Regions from separate parts of the Mus musculus genome. Here region 2 is linked to region 1. A link is a contact called in public Hi-C data. All regions are on one chromosome and are shown on one strand. Each heading gives the region's core, a stretch centred on a gene start, on an enhancer-like site or on the middle of the called end of the contact. The rest is flanking DNA. Distances are from core to core; before and after follow the strand shown.

The links. A called contact is a pair of places that touch in the nucleus more often than the background predicts.
Region 2: a Hi-C map of uterus shows a contact between it and region 1, with 2.8 times the contacts expected there. The contact joins two enhancer-like sites. A contact is called at or near these places in 2 of 484 Hi-C or Micro-C datasets (the HL-1 cell line and uterus) and 1 of 115 datasets of contacts at active chromatin or transcription factors (double positive thymocytes).

The regions. Positions count from the first base shown.
Region 1 is chr11:68,085,036-68,087,845 of GRCm38.p6, forward strand. The region is part of intron 6 of Stx8 (syntaxin 8); the gene reads left to right. Among named protein-coding and RNA genes, the nearest start is that of Stx8, 120 kb to the left of the region's middle. Within about 2 kb of position 1,351, at least 15 of the 459 cell types and tissues checked have an H3K27ac peak or open chromatin away from gene starts, as enhancers often do. A contact at or near this core is called in uterus, where this site is marked.
Region 2 is chr11:68,278,706-68,281,515 of GRCm38.p6, forward strand. All of the region lies in intron 2 of Ntn1 (netrin 1), which reads right to left. Among named protein-coding and RNA genes, the nearest start is that of Mir6406, 59 kb to the left of the region's middle. Within about 2 kb of position 1,381, at least 7 of the 459 cell types and tissues checked have an H3K27ac peak or open chromatin away from gene starts, as enhancers often do. A contact at or near this core is called in uterus, where this site is marked.

The DNA.
Region 1 (2,810 bases), core at 101-2,600:
ACACACTCACTCTCACATACACACACTCGCTCACACACACATACTCTCATACACACTCACTCTCACACACACTCACTCCCACACCCACACTTCCACACTCACACTCTCTCTCTCACATACACACACTCACTCTCACACACACTCACTCCCACACACACACTTCCACACTCACACTCTCTCTCTCACACACACACACTCACTCTCACACACTCACTCCTACTCTTTCTCTCTCTCTCTCTCTCTCTCACACACACACACACACACACACACACACACTGCTTACTTGGATGCTTACTAATCCTAATGACCTATATTGTATCTTTCTGTGCAGTTTCAGCCCACATTTGTATTACTGTATAATTGTTTTGGATGGTGTAAGCAGAAGGTATTTTTAGCATGTAATAATTTCCTTCCAAGAGAAAAACCAGACTGTCAACTAAGCAAACTGGAAAGGACTTCCCAGGGCTGGATAGTATGAAGGCCTAAGAGGACCTGGACCACACTCTGGTTATAGTCATGTCTTTTTTAAAAAATAACATAACTGTTTTTTTGTTTAAAGAATTATTTATTTGGGGCTGAAGAGATGGCTCAGCAGTTAAGAGCACTGACTGCTCTTCCAGAGGTTCTGAGTTCAATTCCCAGCAACCATATGGTGGCTCACAACCATCTGTTGTGAGGGCATGAGATCTGATGCCCTCTTCTGGTGTGTCTGAATAGAGCAATGGTGTACTTAGATACATAAAATAAATAAATCTTTAAAAAAAAAAGAATTACTTATTTTATGTATATGAGTACACTCTTGCTGGTGTGGTTGCTGAGAATTGAACTCAGTACCTCTGGAAGAGCAGTCCATGCTCTTAACCGCTGAGCCATCTCTCCAGCCCCTATATTCGTGTCTTCAGCAGCAGTTTGGTATATGCAAGGTAACCGTCTGCCAGTGTTGCTGGTAAGGAGATTCTTAGTTGTCATTGGCAGTGTCAAGGGTCAAACCCAGGGCCACATGTGTGCTGTGCAGGCATTCTACCACAGAACACCCTCAGCCTTTGCTTTTCATCTTTACTATGAATATTTTACTATAATAAAGATCCATAAGCCTAATGAAAAATTTTGCTTTCATTTGTATTTCATACCTTAAATATGCTGGCTGATCAGTAGTGCAGAATTTCTTATAACTTTATAACTAACTCTGTCCACCTCACGACTGGGAAATGATCGCTTAGCATATGGCACATTTTCAGTAAATATTAGTCGTTGTTGTTATGGTTTTAAATACTCTGAGCTTTCAGTAATGCGCTGGTCTGGTCTGGCTGTCTTCCCTTCCCACATTTGGCATGTTTACTGCTTCAAGTGGAGTTGATTGCTCCCTCCTTTCCTCCCTCCTGTGCTCTCTGAGCAGCTCCCAGCATGGTCAACAGCAGCTGCTCTGGCCGGTCTGGTAGACAGAGCACAGTCTGCTCACTGTGTGCGTGCATATGTGCACGAATGTGGAGGTCAGAGGACAACTTCGGGTGTCCTTCCTCAGGTGGCTCCCTCATTGTGTTTGGTCATGAGTGCTGCCAGGCAGGCCAGCGGATCCTCCAGTCTCCACCTCCTATCACACGTGCATGCCACACTTTGTACCAACTGATTCATCTCTCCGTCCCTGAGCTTCCTTACGCTGCTGCTCTCTCAAGTCTTGAGATGTGTTTTATTGGGTTTTGAGAGATAGCTCAGCGGTTAAGCACACTGACTGATCTTCTAGAAGACCCAGGTTTGATTCCCAGCACTCACATGGCAGCTCACGGCTTACACTTATGCATGTCAAAAACCCTGACACCGTAAGGTTTGCTACCAGTTGCCAACATATGTACTTTCTGCAAACTAAGCTGATAAGTTTCTATATAGATACTGCCACTTCTTAGCCTTCCCAATGTCTCAGGCTTCTTATGAGTTTTGTTTCCTTTCTGTCTTGTAACTTTAATTCTTTTTTTCAAATCCTATTTTTAATTAAGTTTTACAATGTTTTTTTTTAATTCATTTATTTATTATATGTAAGTACACTGTAGCTGTCTTCAGACACTCCAGAAGAGGGCATCAGATTTCGTTTCAGATGGTTGTGAGCCACCATGTGGTTGCTGGGATTTGAACTCGGGACCTTTGGAAGAGCAGTCGGCTCTCTTAACCACTGAGACATCTCACCAGCCACTCAAATCCTATTTTTAATGATGGTTCTTAAATGCTTTAACCTCCCTTATAGCCCACCATCTACCAGAGGTAGTGGAAAAGGAAGGATACGGGGAAGTGGACCTGTTTAGAAATAGTTCTTTGGAGCAACTCCCATCTGTGCTGTCTGGAAATCGGCAGTTCAGTTCACAGGTTAGCAGCAGCAGCAGCTCAGCCCACTCACAAGCACTTCCCAGATACACCAGCAGTCTAGTTCAGGAGAATCGGGATAGCGAGCAGGAATCAGCAGTGGTGGCACGACCTAGCAGAGACAGCCATGCCTCAGCCTCGGCTCCAGTCAGCAGGAGGGACCAGGAGAACTTCTCTGCTGTGCCTCTGAGGGAAGCAAAGATCAGTGAAGACTCGAGATCCACAAGTATTGCTCAGCCCCCGTCACTGTACAATGAGTTTTATTTATATCCTCCAAGCATCACGTGTCCTCCACAGGTCTTGCCCCAGCATGTGTCTTGCCTTAGCATGACACACTGCCAATCAGCCTGAGTCTGTGGAAGTGGCAAGAAAGCCTGGGCACACCACCGGAAGTTTTGTTTCTCTCTGTGGAGTCCCAACAAATGCAGCTCAACTACACAATGTAAGGCGACCAATAC
Region 2 (2,810 bases), core at 131-2,630, 190 kb after region 1:
GACAACTGTGACCAGAGTGGGATTTCTAAACATCAATCTGAGGGTGTCCATAAGGATAAAATCGAAGTCACTTAGCATAGCCCTGGAGGCTGTTAACAAGCCAGACCTACTCACTCCCCGGCCTCAGCTCTACTCCCCAGCCTCCCAATCCCTCCTGCTTCATTTATTCTGAACTCTGGTCAGTTTCTGAAGCATGCCCAGTGTAAGAGTGGCCCTCCCATTCCAAGGCCAGCTTGTCTTCCTGCAGGAGATGCCTCTCCGTCTGGCTGCAGCCATCTTACCATCCAGGGGGTGTCATTTCAGTGTCATTCCCAAGCCCACAGCTAGCCCTTGCTTGGATGAGGCCCCAGCACATCCCCCAAAGGGATACTTGAGTTCACTGCCCTGTCTTTATGCTGCATAGTCTATACACATTTTCCGCAGCTTCTCAAGAAATGATGCTTGATGCTGCATACTTAAAAACTAAAGGAAGAAAGGGGGAAGTGCGCTCCTGTTTTCACCAGGCATTGTGAGTATAGGGGCTTCCTGCTGGGCTACTTAGTATGCTTCCTAAATGTAGACCATCCCCATTTGCCTCTAGCCTTGTAGCCTTTTTCTCAGAACAAACATTTTTTTTAGTGTCAATATGATCTTTAAAGATTGTCTGGTTCTTAGACATTGTGGGTCTTTAGTCTGAGACAGGCACACTGAGCAAGCAGGTTCTCTTCAAAGCTGGTCCCTACTGCCCACGTTATAAACCTTGAACCACCTTGGAGCACGCACATCAGCACTCTGCTCCCACTAATGATGGGTAGGTAGTACAGCCCTCAAAGGCAGAATTCAGTTAAGTTCTGGATCTCCGTGTTTTTAACTTTGGATCAGAAAACACCAAGTTGCCCTCAAGGAAGGCTGAACTGGCTTTGCCTCCTACTAGCAGGAAGTGATAGCTCTCATTTCACCACACCCTTGAAAAGAATAACAACACACACATTTGGTATCAACATTTAAGAAAAGAATGTTTGCAACTTGTCAGGGGAAAAGGCCGGGACTTGACATCGACTTGTGTCCATGACTACAGAAGAGGAGGTACGTCTCCTTGAGTCTACATTTCCATCTCCCTGTGTGCCTTGCCTGTTCAAGCCGTGGCCCAAATTTTCTCTCTCCATGGTTGGCTTAAAACGTTTGCCTTTTCTACTATATAAGCTGTAAATGTCTCTTACTGGTTTCTTACTGGGATGCTATTTTTACGTGTGAAGTTCTGGATTTTGCTCTCTGGTGTTACAAGCTTCTTTAAATGTTCTTCCAGGAATCGGTCCCCAAATCAAGTGCCCATTAGTCACTCAGCTGACAAGCAGAGGTGGAGTTAAAGACAGTGCCTGCCCTGCCGTCGAGAAGCAGCTCAAAGCCAGTTTAGACTAGAGAACAGACCTGATTCCCAAGAACCTTGAAAGTGTCCCTGAGCAGGTGTCCCCAGGTGACTGAGTTCAACCAGACACAGAAGCTGCATGGCTGCCCCACCCTCTACATGGAGGGCTGCCACACTGACGCTGACTCTGGACTCACTCAGTGAGACAAGGAACAGGACTTACTCCGAGAGGCTCAGTGAACAGCCAGCCAGCCTAGCACCGGAGTCAGTGTGTAAAGTCCTGGCCGGCAGCCGTTAGACTGTCCCAGAGAAGATGACCAGCATCACCAGACAGAACAGCTGGACCTGAACTACAGGCCAGAACTTAGATCTTTCCTGCAAGAACAGAAACCCCAAGACCCGGGGCACCTGCCCAGTACTGGGAATCCACAAGGATCGCTGGGGTCTCGCTGCCCTCCTCTGCACACAGAGAGCAGCATCTTTAGGTCCTTCATAGAGGTAGACACACTCCTGTAAAGGAGGCTCTAGCTGCCCAGCATCCAACAGGCCTCTGAGCCCTTCTGGGAATGCAGGGCTGCCTTCCTTACCCCTTGGGAACGCTCAGGCCCGATCTCCTTCTATGCACACCTCACGCCAACAAAAGGTTCTTTCCAAACAACTGGTCATACAAAAGAAAACTCTGAGGCCAACATCAAAAAGCACCCCCTGCCCCTCCTTGGGGCTGTCAAAGAGCATCAAGTGATAATTACCCACGCTCAGACTTCTGCAAAGTATTTTATAGCTTGTTTTCTTTTCTCTTTGTTTTATTTTCTCTACACAGATGGAAAAATGCACTGGGCAAAGTGGCTCACATCTGGATCTCTCAGGTCCACAAAGAGGTGTCACCCAACTCCCACCAGCCGTGGGCCCTGCCTCGGAGAGACACCCTAATCCCTGGGCCTTCCTGTTTATCTCCTGCTTCTCTCCCAGGCAAAAATATTGGGTATTAGTTTCATTATCAGATTTCAAGGCGGGAAGGAAAGGGCAGCTTTGTAAGAACAGAGGTCAACTCAGGAGAGATGGGGGTGGGGAAGCAGAGACCCTCCTGAGGGACCAGCTTGGCCCAGATCAAGGAGCCCCACACCACTGGAGTGACTTGGTAGTCTATCTAGGGGGTCCCCTGGTCTCTCATAAAGACTCTAAGCTGTGTGTCTGCTAGCTAGCATGTTGGGATGAGCCAGCCACATCCCCTATAGCTTCATCTCAGGCTCATGAGAAGCAATGGTGGGTAGGGAGCAAGGACTTCCCAACTCCACTCCTCAACCAGAAACCTGACAGGAAAGAGAAAGGGCACCAAGAACCAACTCCCATTTCCTTCCCCCACCTAAATGTCTTCTGTGTTAACTTCCAACTTTAAGCCATTTCGTTCATGTCTCCTGTCAACTGGAACATGCCTAGCCACTTGGCACCTGCAGCTGAGTTATAG